Linked DNA regions of Gossypium arboreum: region 2 is linked to region 1. The links are chromatin contacts, called in public Hi-C maps. All regions are on one chromosome and are shown on one strand. Each heading gives the region's core, a stretch centred on a gene start, on an enhancer-like site or on the middle of the called end of the contact. The rest is flanking DNA. Distances are from core to core; before and after follow the strand shown.

Region 1 (7,261 bases), core at 1,259-3,758:
AAAAAGGTATTTGAATCTGTTATCAGTTTGTAGAATGATAACCTTATTTTGGTTTTGCAATACATCTGTTTGAACACAGAAGCAAATTCACTCAAGTGAGATCCTCATTGATTATTCTTGAATCCTTTTTGCTGGCTGGTTTGCGTTTCAGATCTGCGCTAGATGGTGAGTGTGGATTCCTGGCTGCGAACTTGTACGCAAAGAGCGTGTTTGGGGAGGATGCGTTGGTAAACGTGAGCATTGAGAAGCAAGCTGATGGGAAACTGAGTGGGTACATCCGGATAAGGAGCAAGACCCAGGGGATTGCTTTGAGTCTCGGGGACAAGATCACTCTTAAGCAAAAGGGAGGCAGTTGATGCAATAATATTTCGAGATAAATTGTTTCATCGATACCGGTAGTCATTGTTAGTTAAATCTCCTATTGAATTTTGAAATGCATAGTAATTTTGGTGTTTTCTGTTTAAAAATACAGGATATTTAGGTCCTCTTGTTGTGAAAAAATGGCTGGGCTGCCTTCAATCGTCAATAGTGTTGTGTTAGCTATCAGCAGATGAGGGGCACCAAAGACTTTGACATTTGTTGTATTTGGAGTTTGCATATTTGGTAACTAAAAAGGATCATTGAATCCATAGCTAAAATAGTGCTTTTTGGCAATGTTAAAACGGGAATTTTAAATTTTATTTCGCTGATTCTTTGAAGAGTGTTCCACTCAGACATCTATTAGAAGTTCCTTCGCTCGATAATAAAGGTTATCCTTAAGAGTTGTAAATGAACATTACGTTCGGTTCAATGAGTATTGTTTTTGTCCATTTATCAAATTAAATTAATAATAACAAAATTTGAAGGCTCATTCGATTCATTTATGTTTATAAATAAGTTCTTTTTTATATTCATTTACTAAATTGTCTGTTGTTCAATTATTATATAATATAATTATTAAAATTTAGACATGATTGTTTTACATATAAAAGAGACTTGTTTGTTTATCAACATTATTTGTGACAATATTCATGAACATGAACAAGTTAATTATTAAGAAACATACCATTTTAAAATTATTAACAAACATGAATCAAGTAGTAATTATTAACAAACACATAACTTAAAATAAACAAATTATTCGTTCATTTACGGCCTAGCTATCCTTATCCTTGCTTGCGCTTGTATGCTGTTTTGTGATTTATAATCTGAATTAAATTCAAGTAGGACTATCCAAATCGGAACTAAAACTACACAAATTAGAGTGTGCATTTCATCTTTTATTTATTAAAAACAAGCCAATCTTCTTGAGTTCAGAGAGAGTCCTAGGCAAATAGCTCTAGCTGCTTCAATACTGTATAAAAATTTAAACTCGTACAGGGAACATATGTCAAAAGAATCATAAGTTTAGAACAAAAGAGGGTTTCAACAGAATCAAGCTAAATTATTATGATTTAGAACCCACCATCAAACAATCACTTGCAAAGTTTCAATTTCTTGAAAAACGGCGATACCATGGACTTGGGGTAGGGTTTTGTAGCCAGGCAAGTTGGGAAGTTTTCAGGATGTTCAATCCACAGTTTATGAGCAATACCCGCCGCCAACAGCTTTTCTGACAAGTTCAATATCTGGGTTTCTCCCTTCACCTCAAGTGTTACCTACATGTTCCAAAACCTCACCACTTAGCTCATCATCCACAACTCTAGATACAGCAGCAAATCACCCTACAATTAACACCTCATGGTTTTCATTGTTATGCTATATTTACGACAGTGTAAGAACAGAATTGGATAGATATCCAAAATGTTTGTCTTGCATTAAACACCGTTGTTGGATAGTTTTATGGGATAAATGCCTCTCTCTTTTTTTCTCAGTTCTGCTATGGGATTATTTGTAACTTAAAAATGATCAATTCTCATTACGTTTGGGTGGATAAAACTCCAAGTAAATCGAAGGTCTACAACAAACCCAATATGAGAAGAGAAAACAATGTGCCACAATGAGGATTGCCTCCAATTGACCAAAAATCATAAACAGGGTTTTTCAAAGCAATACACTATGCTCTGTTGAATGTAAAAGAAATCATTCATGGTGGGAAAAAGAAGAAGAAGAATAAACACAAGAACATTGGTTACCTTGTGCATAGAGTCAATGTTATCAGGGCTGCAATACTGGAGGGTGTGGGGGTCTTCCTTGTGAGACCAAATGGCACTGACCGAAGCATGGCATCCCTGCGTCACCACGCTCCCCAAAGGCCACTTGTCTATTAAGTCTCTCCGAAGCACCACGTACTGCAGCAGCACATCGTCGTCGGTCGGAGGATCGGTTTTGGTGGCGACAGGTTCGGAGCTTTGTAGACTCATTGAGGTCGAAAGGTTCCGAGAGGGATGAACCCTAATATTAGAAAAGCTTCTCGGGGAAGGGCGGAAGCAACCAAGGAATGTGGGAAAGGAACACGCAGGTTGAGCTAGTGCGGCCATCGACCCCTAAAAACGCTGCGTTGCGTAACTTGGTTGTGGAATTTCGTATTGAGAATTATAAAGGTATTGGGCCGGATTTATGGATTGGACTGCCTCTTTGTAAAATGTAATGATTTCACTCTCCAATTAAAATCTTACCAAATTCACATATTACCGCTTGGATTTCAATTTCTCGCAACTTTAATTCACAACATGAAATAATCATTCTATTCACCAAAAAAAAATTGAAACTAAATATAATAATACATCAAATATGTATGGTATTAAAATAAAAATAGATTAATTTGTGAGTAAAATAAAATTTAAACATGTGAATGCATCATATTAATAGTACTAAATGTACTATGATTATTTATCATTAGCGTCGAATTGACCTATGATATCAACTTAAAACTCAATCAACAATATTATGAATACTAGAAAATTCTATAACACGCATATATATGTAGAAATTACATATTTAAAACATAGAAGTGTGTTTAAAAATAACATACAATAAATAATTAAACGTATGGTTTAAAATTAACTAATAATAACACATGAAATGCATACAATACTAAAATGAAAAAAGAGATTAAATTGTGAGTAAATTAAAATTTAAATACTTAAGCATATTACAATTATTTATCATGGTGTTGTTATGTTGTTATCATCAATCCTGAGTTAGCGTCAAGTTGACTTGTGACACCAACTCAGTCAATAATATTATTGTAACACCTCAAAATTTTTTATGCCATAACTCGTAACAAAGTAGCTAAGTAAAAAAAATTCTGAGTACGAGTGTCAGTTAAATGTAAATTATTGATTAGTTAAATACGACATCGGGGAAAGATATCAAAACTAAATGTGATATACTAGCAGTAAAATAACTGATGGACCAACCACGGGAGTTAGGTGAGATGGCAAGTGTAACAGCCTAATTTAGACCCTAGTCAGAACGGTGGTTTCGGGACCACGAATCCGAGTCAAAAAAATATTTTAAAATTATTTTCTGTGTTTATTATGTGTGAATTTATATCTGTGAAATTTTTGTGATTTAATTTTGTTGTTTGAGTGCCCAATTAAATAAAAGGACTTAATCGAGTAAATTGAAAACTTGATAGTTTATTGTATAAGGACCGAATTGTTATTGGATTTGAAAATTGAAGCATTTAATTTGCAAATAGACCATCGGACTTAGTGATGGCCGGTTGTACCCTTATTATATATGTTTTAGCTATTAATTATAAAAGGTTAAAATGGTAAAATATGAAATAATAATATGTTAGTATATATGTTATATTATATGATAATTAAAATAAGCTTTTCATACTTCTTCTTCTTGCCGAAACTTAACAAAAAGAAAAGAAATAATAGAAGCTAGGGTTTGGTCATCTCTTAAGCTCAATCAAGATCAAGAATCAAAGAAATCAGATTTGGATCGGGGAAAAATAAAAGTTGTCGACTAGTCGTCCCACTCTGTTTTACATCGTCCGAGGTAAGTTTATAAGGAAATAGACATACTTAATTTTAATTAAAAGCAAATTATATATGCTGAAATGAAATATGTGAAATTATATCTACAATAGCCGATTGTATACAAGCTTGGTTACTATATTTTTGAATTTGTTTCGACCGAGTTATGACGTCTGAAAGCCCCGTGTGAACCTTAGGAATAACTAGGATACATATGTCATGACATAGGATTCCGATAGGTGATGTGCGAGTAAGACCATGGCATCGATATGTGATTCCGATATATGTGTGCGAGTAAGACCCTGTTTAGGACAGTGGCATCGATATCTAATAACATGTAAGACCACGTCTGGGACGTTGGCATTGTACAATATATGTGTGATAATCTGAGTGTCCTATCCAATTCCGAATGGTTCAACGGGCAAACATAAGTTGTGATCAAATGTGTAAAACGTGCTAAATGGCCAAGTATGAATTAGCTTGTTATCTATTGAAATAAGGTAAGTATGTGACTTGATACTTGTTACAAATTATGTGTGATGCAAATGAGAAATACATGTGAATTTAGTAAGAGTATTCGGCCTTATGAATAAATGATATAAATCTTATGGAATTGATTCTTAGAAATAAGTAAAAATGACCATGTATATTCGGCCAAATAAGAAGTATATGTACATAATGTAATATTATGATTCTTGAGCTTGTTTATATGAGTATATGAATAATTGATTAAATAATGACATTATGACTTTGAAAGTTGAATGACCTTTGGTAAATTTGATTATGTGAGCCTTAAAGTAGGAAATGTGTGTGAAAGTGTATTATTTATGAAATTTGTAAAATTGAGATTAGGCATGGTAATGATAATGTAATTCGGTTAGTTAAAATGAGTTGATTATATCATAGGGTTGTTTATTTGTTTATGACTTACTAAGCTATAAAAGCTTACTCTGTGTATATGTGTGTTTCTGTTTTATAGATTTTGGATTCGAATTACGAGCTCGGGAATCGTCAGCCAAGTCTATCATACTATTGACTGCCTTCGGTATTTTAAATAGCGAACTTTCGAACCTATGGCATGTATAGGCTGGATTATGTTTTGGAATGTGTTATTTTGGTCTATGTATAATGGGAGCCATGTGAAAATGGTTTAATTTCTATGCTTGAGTTCGATTTTGGTTAAATTATGGTTTAATTCTATTTTGATTATCATGCCGTGTGCCACGGTTGATTATAATTTGTGTTATGTGCTTGTATTTGGAGGTGGTATGGATGAATTGGTTATGTTATATATGTTTGATCTTGGTCTGAGCTTATATCGAGAGTGTATCCAAATTATATGATGTTTTTGAAGCTTATTATGTGTTTTTGAGCTAAAGTACATCATGTGTTAATTAGGTAAAAGTCAAGACATATGCATGATGTGTATTCGTTGTTTACTTATGGACTAATTTAATGATATGAATAACACTTAATTTGTTTGTCATGGTAAATAAAACATATTGAGACTTAGATTCATATGAGGGGATTGAATCAATGAAAAAGGATATGTGTATCTTGGTATTCGGTCATGATATGTTAGTTGAGCTCTTATATGTTGTTACATATATATATATATATATATATATATGTGTGTGTGTGTGTGCGCTTATATTGTGGTTGGTATGTACATGTGTATGACTATACAAAATTGTTAATTACTTGTAAATTTACTAATAGGTGCAAAAGAACTAAGTTAGCCGAATAGATAAGGAAAATAAAAAAATGAGTTTAACACTTGACTTTCGGCAAAGTTGGTTTTACTTATGAATTTGAGTATTAATGTGTATTAATATACGGAATGTGAAAACTCATATTGACTAATTAGGAAATGTCCATAAATGAATGACAAGTTGGTATTGAAATTTATTTTATTTGAATTACAATTTGTGCACGTGCAAGACTATTATAAGAATGGGCTTGATATTCGATTAATGAAATTGTTGATTTGTTATACGTTCTATATGTAAATATTTAATTTGTTTGGTATATGCTGAATTATGTTTTAATTATGTTATCAAATGAACGATATGAAGTTTAAGATTTGATATTTGAAAATGATATGAGTATTGATGTGGTTATAATTTTGAGTTGTAAAATGTAATGCATATTTGTATGAACTGTGATATGATTGATAATACTTCATAACCCTAGTCCGGTGACGGATTTGGGTTAGGGGTGTTACAGCAAGTGTCTCTCCTACCTTAACCAGTGGTCAAGGGCTTGATCCTCGTCTTGGGTATGGAGCAGCTTTAAAACTCGTGGCTAGTATTAGTTACTGGGCTCGCTCCAATAGATACATTGAGAAATAAAAAAAAAACTTATGGACCAAGTTGGAGGACGAAAATTGTAATACTCACTTTTCGCCATTATTGAAAAAAATTGATTTTGGATCAAAATTTCTTAGACTAAGTTGTTTTGAAAAGTTATTATTATTATTATTATTATTATTATTATTATTATTATCTTATTAAGTGGATGTCCATCAAGATCAAGATTTCAATTCTAATAATCTATAGAATTAGATCTCTACTTCATTTATACTTTTTATGCCTATAAATAGAAATTTTGAAGAAGCACTGTAATCATCCCATTAATCAAAAAAATACATTCTCTATTTCTTCTCATATTTTCTTTGTTTTTTACTCTCTCTATCTCTCTTTATTTTACAACACATTATCAGCACAATCTTGCTCAAAGTGATAAAACCTTTTATCAACGATCAAATTTATTCTCTATGATTTTCAAGATATTAGATGACAAGATGCAAAGTTTTTGCAGGAAATTTCTTTTATTTAATGCTTCATATTTGATTATTTTTGGCTAATTCATGATCAATTATAATTATTTTGATTAACTTATTTTATTTTTATGTTATTAAGGATGGTGAAGGATTTGATACTATTATCTATATGAAATTGTGAAATAATATCCATTCTCAAAGTTTGCTATTGATAAATTTTGATTGGATTTAAGGTCTACTATTGGAATTTAAATTTGCTTACTTGTTGATAAAACCATCAAAACTTCGTTAAACAAGAAAGGTACACCAACTTAATTAGATATCTATCTTTACACTTTTCTCAATAATAGTATCTTTAGATATTAAATTAATTTGATAAATGGTTTAAATATTTGAGATGATTTTATTTTAAGTTTTGGTTCCATGTATTACTTATGGTTTCAAACATCTTATTTGTTCATGAAAATGAATATTTATTGATTTCTTTATGTTGCTATAGTAGATTTTATAATTAAATTATGTATTTGGCTAAAAATATATTAGTATGTAAATTTGTGTTGATAAA
Region 2 (7,253 bases), core at 1,444-3,943, 150 kb after region 1:
TGAGAGCAACCCGAATCTTCAAATGTTATCCATAAAAAATTAACACACTCTTATACAATTATTTTAGTTTCTCAACTCTGTGGACCAAAATAATTAATGTACGGGTCAAAATTCTCGTAAATCAAAACAATAAACTTTACTTCTGTTCCAATATAAATTTCAGTTAATACTAATTGTATTAGTTTACTTTGTTTGTACAAAAATGAATTTTAAAATATATTTTATTATTGATTTGTTGAAGAATTATTATATGCATGGTATAAGATAATTTTATTGTTTAATTTATCAAACATAATTTTTTGCTTGTTTAACGAGTCAGTTTTTTTCCTCGTTGAGATTTATCTCCCGATTCTATGGAGTTTGGTAGTTAATTTCATTTCGGTATCACTTGTATTGGCGAGAATGCTTTGTTCCAGTAGTAAATCTGAACAACATACTTTAGGTTCCATTTCAATGTAAATCTCAGTTGGTATTGGTCTTCCTAGTTGATTTTGCCCGTATCAACTAGAATATTGTGTAACAACCAATACAAAAAAAGGAATTTTAAAATTTAAAATTTTTATTATTTTTTTGGATTTTTTTATTTGGAGTTTGTTTAATGATGGATTGTATTTGTGAAGCTTATTAAAGAGTATTTCATGTAACTAATGAGTTTTTATGTTTAAGATTTATTTCATCTCATTATTTGATATTTGTAAATAATTATTATTATGTATAGAATATTTTTAAAAATAACATAAATCTAAAACAGACATCAAAATAAACCGGTATCAATATGTACTACTAGTAGTAGTAAAAAAATGATACGAGTGCTTGAGACTACCTAAAGAGACAAAGCATTTAATTGAATAGAAATGCCTTGTCATTTTAAGAAAATATCGACTTATTAAGGGATTTGTTGACTCTCGAAAAATAATAGTTTAAAAATTTTTCCAAAAAGAGTTTACCTCCACTCAGCCAACTAAAAAGATTATCATTCATGGTGGCATAGGTATAACATTCAGAATGATTCACAAAACAAACGTTTGACCTCACTCACCATTACCAAACATGTTAGTGTAGGCATATTTGGGGAAAATAAGGATGAGAGATGCCTGTAATGGAACAGAAGATGAAAGAGAACTAGTGCATATTTGGCCACAGATCTTTGGCCTTTCAAAATGGGTTTTCAAGTCAAGTTTGTAGGCATGGTAAAACCTCAAACCTCAAGCCGAATAAGTCGATTAGTCTAACTTCATACAAAGTTCAAAGCATATTATCTTAACTTTGGATCCATATTTGACTTGGTTTTGAACCCAACGTGCACGGTTTGGTAATCGAAATTTGCTTCCAATTGGTAAAGCAGCACCTTAATTATTGCTGGCGACCATGAGGTGTGACAACATTTTTGTCCTACTTTCTTACAGCAAATAAAGCGACCAATTCCAAGGTTGTCTTTCACTATATGCTAATTTTCCTATCCATGAAACGTGTCATTGATTTAATTAAATTATCATAACAAGTTGAAAATTAAACCAGATGGTTGACAACTAGTTTTGAATTTATATAACATTATCCTACATTTCTTATGTTGATTTTCTACTCTACTTTTTTTTTTTAACATTCCCATTACTTTTAATTTTCAATGTTTCTTGAATAAAAATATTTGATTCACTTAGACAAAATAATTAGATTTATAAGTAGGATTTAAATGAAATTTAAAATTATATTTCGAGCCAAATTGATTATGTTAATATCATAATATAAATCTTAAAAAGTAAAGTAGGTAAAGGATTCGATTGTATGAATTAAAAAATAAAAGATTAAAATAATAAATATTTAAAGCTGAATTTGTTATTTGAAATAATAGATAGAATTAAGATACAAAATATTTGAAAGTTCATTTCTGTATCTACTTCAAATCTATTTTAGAGAGTAATTAAAATATTTCAATCCATAAAGCAAAACAATAAATTAAATATTCAAATCTATATTATTCATTATTATATATACATACTATATTTAAAAAGTAAATTATATTTCTGAGGTTGTTTTAATATTTTTATAAACAATTAATAAAAAGAGCACATATGGTTGAACTAAATCTAATATATCATGAATTGTTTTGGATATATTAAAGGTGTTTTATTGTTTCGGGGCTCGTAATTAATCCTACCAACAAGTTTTGAATATAAAATTTATTTGTTTATGCATGTATACAGGGATGAATAGAGAGTTATAAAGGAAAAAGGATGGGCCAGGGGCAATCCTCAAAAGGATACGATCACAGATTCACAGCCGCCCAACAAGAAAATGGAAGAATTTGATGGGTCAACTTATCTTCTAATTGAATACCACCTCTTTCTTTTCAAACTTCAAATAAGTTTTGATTTATCATTATTATAATTCCGTCAAACAAAATTCTACCTAACATTTAATTCCTTCACATTCACTTCATCTGTCAATTACTACTAACACTTCCACATTTGATAGCATAAAAATTTTTTTTTAAAGAATCACAAATATTGTACATGGAATCCAACAAATTACAATCGTTAATGCCAACTTGCTAGCGAAGCTATCTAATATTAACCAAAACCATCGGATAATCGCACAACGAAAGATGTGGTCTGGCTAAGATCGACCCCCCCCCCTTTTCTGCCTTGGTAGAAAAAGGGAATGGAGCATTTGCTCTAACCCCTGCAATGTCTACACTTGCATTTTTCTCCACATTGGGACTGAAATTTTGCATATAGCTCCTGCACACAGGCAGCACGGTCTGTATGTACCTAAAAATCTTGAGCCTTTTTCTTTACAAGATCACAACCGGTGGCGCGCTGTGAATGTTTGGCCCCACTGTCCTATGCACACCTCATTAAATTCTGAGACGAATCAAGTGGCTGGAAACTAGCTCTCGCATTCGCACGTCTCGAGTCTATTATTAGCAAAAAGGCCTGTCAAGAATTGGTTGCAACTTGTGGAGAACAGGCACAGGTAATGGTGATGGTGCAATGCATGGGAAGTGCCACACTATTCCTTTAAAACATTTTAAGCAAATGCTGCAGCAGGGCTCTCAAAAGCTGCAAGAGCATAGCTGTATAGGCAAGTATTGGGCGGACGGCAGGTGCTAAGGCAATATTCGGCTAATGAGCCAATGCCAAGCTCTTATTCCATTTCTTTAAGCTAAGTTTTAGTGACCATTTTGTATCTATCAAATTATTGATGCAACTAATTGTTCATGCAATCATTACAATTTGCAACTATTTTTTCATTTAATCATTACAATTTGCAGATGGTTCCATTTTGGTCTCCAAAGGAAAATTTCTAAACCTAACTAATAGGAACAGGAGCAGTGAACCGAGAAAACAAATTTTACCCAGAAAGGTGTTTCCTTGTCCACTTTTTGGCATATAAATTTAGCCTTTTTACTCTTTTATCACTTCGGCCTAGAGGTCTCATGGGTTGGGCCGGGCTCAATTAAAAATTTAGGCTCATTCATTAGGCTTGGGCTGGGTCGGACCCAAAAAATAGGCTTAAAATTTTGCTCAAGTCTGACTCAAATAAAAATATTAAAACTCGAGCCCGGCCCGGCCCGCCCGTATTTATTTTTATATAATTTTTAAATATATATAATACATCAAAAATACTAAAAAAATCAAAATAAATATTTTCCAACAAATTAAAAATAAATTTTAAAAAATATGTAGACTTAAATAGCACTAAGATAGATGCAACTTAATAAGCAAATACCTCTAAAATAATAACAAAATTAACAAATGCCTTTAAAATAATAACAAAATTAATAATAAAATAAGTTTTATACAATATCCAAACAACAACAACAAAATGTAGCAACTAATAGTAATATGGTAGCAAAATAGGTAGAAAATAACAAGAAAATAATATTCAAAAACAAAAAAAAAAGCAGATTTTTTTTGTCATTTAGTGAATTGAGCCGGGCCCAGGCTCGAGCCAAAAATACCTTACTCGAGGCCGGCCCATTTTTAAACAGCCTTATTTTTTGTCTAAGCCCATTTTTCGCCTATATTTTTGCCCAAACCTCCCACATTTCGAGGGGAGCCTTGAGTGTAAGAGTAACCCACCCATGAGCGAGGTCTACTTTGGCCTAATTCTTTCTTCTTCTTCTTTTTTTTTTAATTTTTTATCATTTTAATCTTCAAAATTTAATCATAATGCAATTATTTAGATAAAAAGTTGATTGAATTTTAGAAATTTTAACAATATTGACATAATAGCATGCTTGGCAAACCAATTTTACTTTATTGCTAATGTGGATATTCATTTAAAAATTTTATTATTTTTATGAAGTGCACTTAAACAGTCATCTTGGTACCATTTTAACAATTCAGTTAGCTTTTTAAAAATTAAACCAACAAATTGACAAAAAAAATTAAATTTTTATGAAGGTCAAATTATAATTTTGGTATTTTTACCATATTTAAATTTGGGATTTAATTCTTATATTTGTTTGACATATTTTATCTTTTATTTTGATAAGACTTAACTCACAAATTGGTATATAAATTATATTCTTTTTCTCATCTTGGTACCTAAACTTTTTTTCACAAATGATACTTAAATTACATTTTTCTACAAGTAGGTATCTCTATTAGTCATACTGGTAAGTATGTTTAAAAAAGCATAACCCACAAATTAGTACCTAAACTATGTTTTTTTTTTATTTTGGTACCTAAATATTTTTTTTTGTTACAAGTGGTCCCTAAAGTATTCTTATATTACCCATTGTGGGAAAATACCTCTTATTTTGACTAAAGTTTATTTTGGCTTCTTTTTTCTCCCAATTAAACTGCATTTTTTAGTTTCCCATTTTAACTCTGATTAACCTAGAGTCGTTGTAGTAATATATGCTACGAATTTCAGCATATAAATAGGCCTTAGTTACTCACAACAAAAATGATTTAAATTGAAAGAATTTTGTTCTTTGTTTCGAAGGATTTTTCTTGTGGGGCTTTGGGTTTTTCTTTTAATTATTCCATTTTTTATACTCTCCTTTATTATAGTGAAATTTCCTTTTTTCTGTTATTTTTTATCCATTTTTGAGGAGTTTTTCTACGTAAAATTTACATGTTTGATCTTTTCGATTATTATTTTATTCACTTTGTTCATTGCTTAATCGGGTTTACCCCAATACCCATTTTACACCAAAATGCTATATCCATTAAAAAAATTCAATCAATAATAGTCTGCCACATCATATAGGCTTAAAAATTATTTTTAATTAAATTATTTCTCTTTTTTTTTTCTTTTATATTATTTCTCTTCTTTTATAATGTTTGAAATACCAACGATAATAGTCTGCCACTTGCTTGCTCAACCTAACAATATTGAAAAATGTTATTTCATTGATCAAAACCAGTATTTTCAGAACCAGATCGAATCGATCGGTCGTGGTATCAATTTAGAGATAATAGTTGAATCAATGCAGACTGGTTGAACCGATTTTCTTTATTTTAAATTTTTTTATTTGTATATTTTTAATAATTTAAATGATTGAACCAGACAGACTAACAAACTAATAACTAGTGGCCTAATTGGTTTAACCATTGATTCGGTTCTGAAGAAAGAAAAAAAAATAAAAACATATACATGTAAGAGAAAATAATATTTTTGTCTTTTTTTTACGCATGTCATTTCTTTTTAATTTTTTTTTATCATTTTTTAAATAAACTTAACTACTTAACTAATACTGTAACATCCCTCACCCGTATTCAAGGCCGGAATAAGGTTATGGAGCATTACCAAACTTATCACACATTTAAACATACTGGCATTACCAAACTTATCACACATTTAAACATACATTTCTCATACAATTAGTCAATTCAAATACAATTCATTCACAACCAATCATATTGTCCCTAATACGAGCCTACAAGGCCCAAAACATGCATTCGGAGTGGTTCGGGACTAAACCGATAACTTTAGAAACTTTTAGAACACATAGAAAATTTTCTCAAACATAGGGAACACATGCCCGTATGGCCAGACCGTGTCTCTCAAAAGGCCAAAGACACACCCGTGTCGCAGGCCGTGTAGTCATTCGAAATGGGAGCACATGGCCGTGTCCTAGCCTGTGTTCGACCCCGTGTAACTCTCTGACTTGGGTCATACGGCCAACACACACGCCCGTGTGGCTAGTCTGTGTGCCCTAAAAATGGCTATACACACCCGTGTGCTAGGCTGTGTGCTAGGTCATGCCAAACCTATAGGGTATACTGACTTATGCCTCACGGCCAAGTCACACGCCCGTGTGTGAGGCTGTGTGAAACATACTGACTTAATTTTAATTTCAACACCAGGGGAAACACGGCCGTGCACTTGACCGTGTATCACACACGGTTGAGACACACGTTTGTGTCTCTGCCCGTGTGGACAAAAATAAGTTATTTACCAAGCCAATTTGCCACCCAAACTTGTGCACACCTACACCAAACTTAATGGTACCAAAACATAGCATAAATGAGTAATTAAATCAACTCCAACCAAGCAATATCCATACCATTTCATTACCAACCAATACAAAACACAAATACCACAATGTGCCATTCAATTTCATGCCATATTTCACTTTATCAAATCATCAATATGGTCATTTTCTAAACATGCATTATTTTACCTAATTTCATAAACATGTCAAGTTCATTACTCAATCATTTAGTACTTATAAAGACCAAATACCATTATCATCGTATCTCCATATTCAAGCACAAAATAAGAGCCATATGCACAAATATATACATAATCAAACCAACCAAGTTAAGCCAACTTTTATGGCTATAAACAAACCAAAAAATTTAACATTTACAAGCCATTTCAAATGACCAAAATCATTATCAACTCATAACCAAAATAACCATAAATCTTATACATGCCATGTAACATCCCGAAATAGGGCCTAAACGGAACAGTGGTTGCGAAACCACAAATTCGAGGTAGAAAAATTTATTTTATTATTATTTTGAGGTTGATGATATGATTGCATGATTGTGTAAAAATTTCGTGATGAAATTCTATGCATAAAGTGCTTAAGTTGAGATTAGGGACTAAATCGAATAATTTGCAAAACTTGCATTCTAGAAGTTTTTAGTATGAAATTGCTTTGGAATATTAATTAGGAGGGTTTAAATAAAAATTTTACCAATTTCTAAGTTCATGGACAAAATAGGACATGGATGGAAGTTTTGAAAGTTTAATAAGGAAAGGCATTTTGGTCATTTGGATATTAAATGAAA

What was found. A called contact is a pair of places that touch in the nucleus more often than the background predicts.
Region 2: a contact with region 1 is called in a Hi-C map of leaf, with 2.9 times the contacts expected there. The contact joins the enhancer-like site here to the promoter of LOC108485501 in region 1. A contact is called at or near these places in 3 of 5 Hi-C or Micro-C datasets (all in leaf).

What each region holds. Positions count from the first base shown.
Region 1 is chr6:92,432,002-92,439,262 of ASM2569848v2, forward strand. LOC108485501 reads right to left here and starts at 2,509. Exons shown (of 2, transcript XM_017789353.2): 1 at 2,115-2,509; 2 at 1,231-1,637. The coding sequence starts at 2,459. The coding sequence ends at 1,455. LOC108486212 (coatomer subunit beta-1) reads left to right here. Exons shown (of 6, transcript XM_053029439.1): 5 at 152-395; 6 at 473-773. The coding sequence ends at 356.
Region 2 is chr6:92,585,033-92,592,285 of ASM2569848v2, forward strand. No RefSeq gene overlaps it. Among protein-coding and RNA genes, the nearest start is that of LOC108484248, 9.0 kb to the left of the region's middle. Within about 2 kb of position 2,694, at least 2 of the 2 cell types and tissues checked have an H3K27ac peak or open chromatin away from gene starts, as enhancers often do. A contact at or near this core is called in leaf, where this site is marked.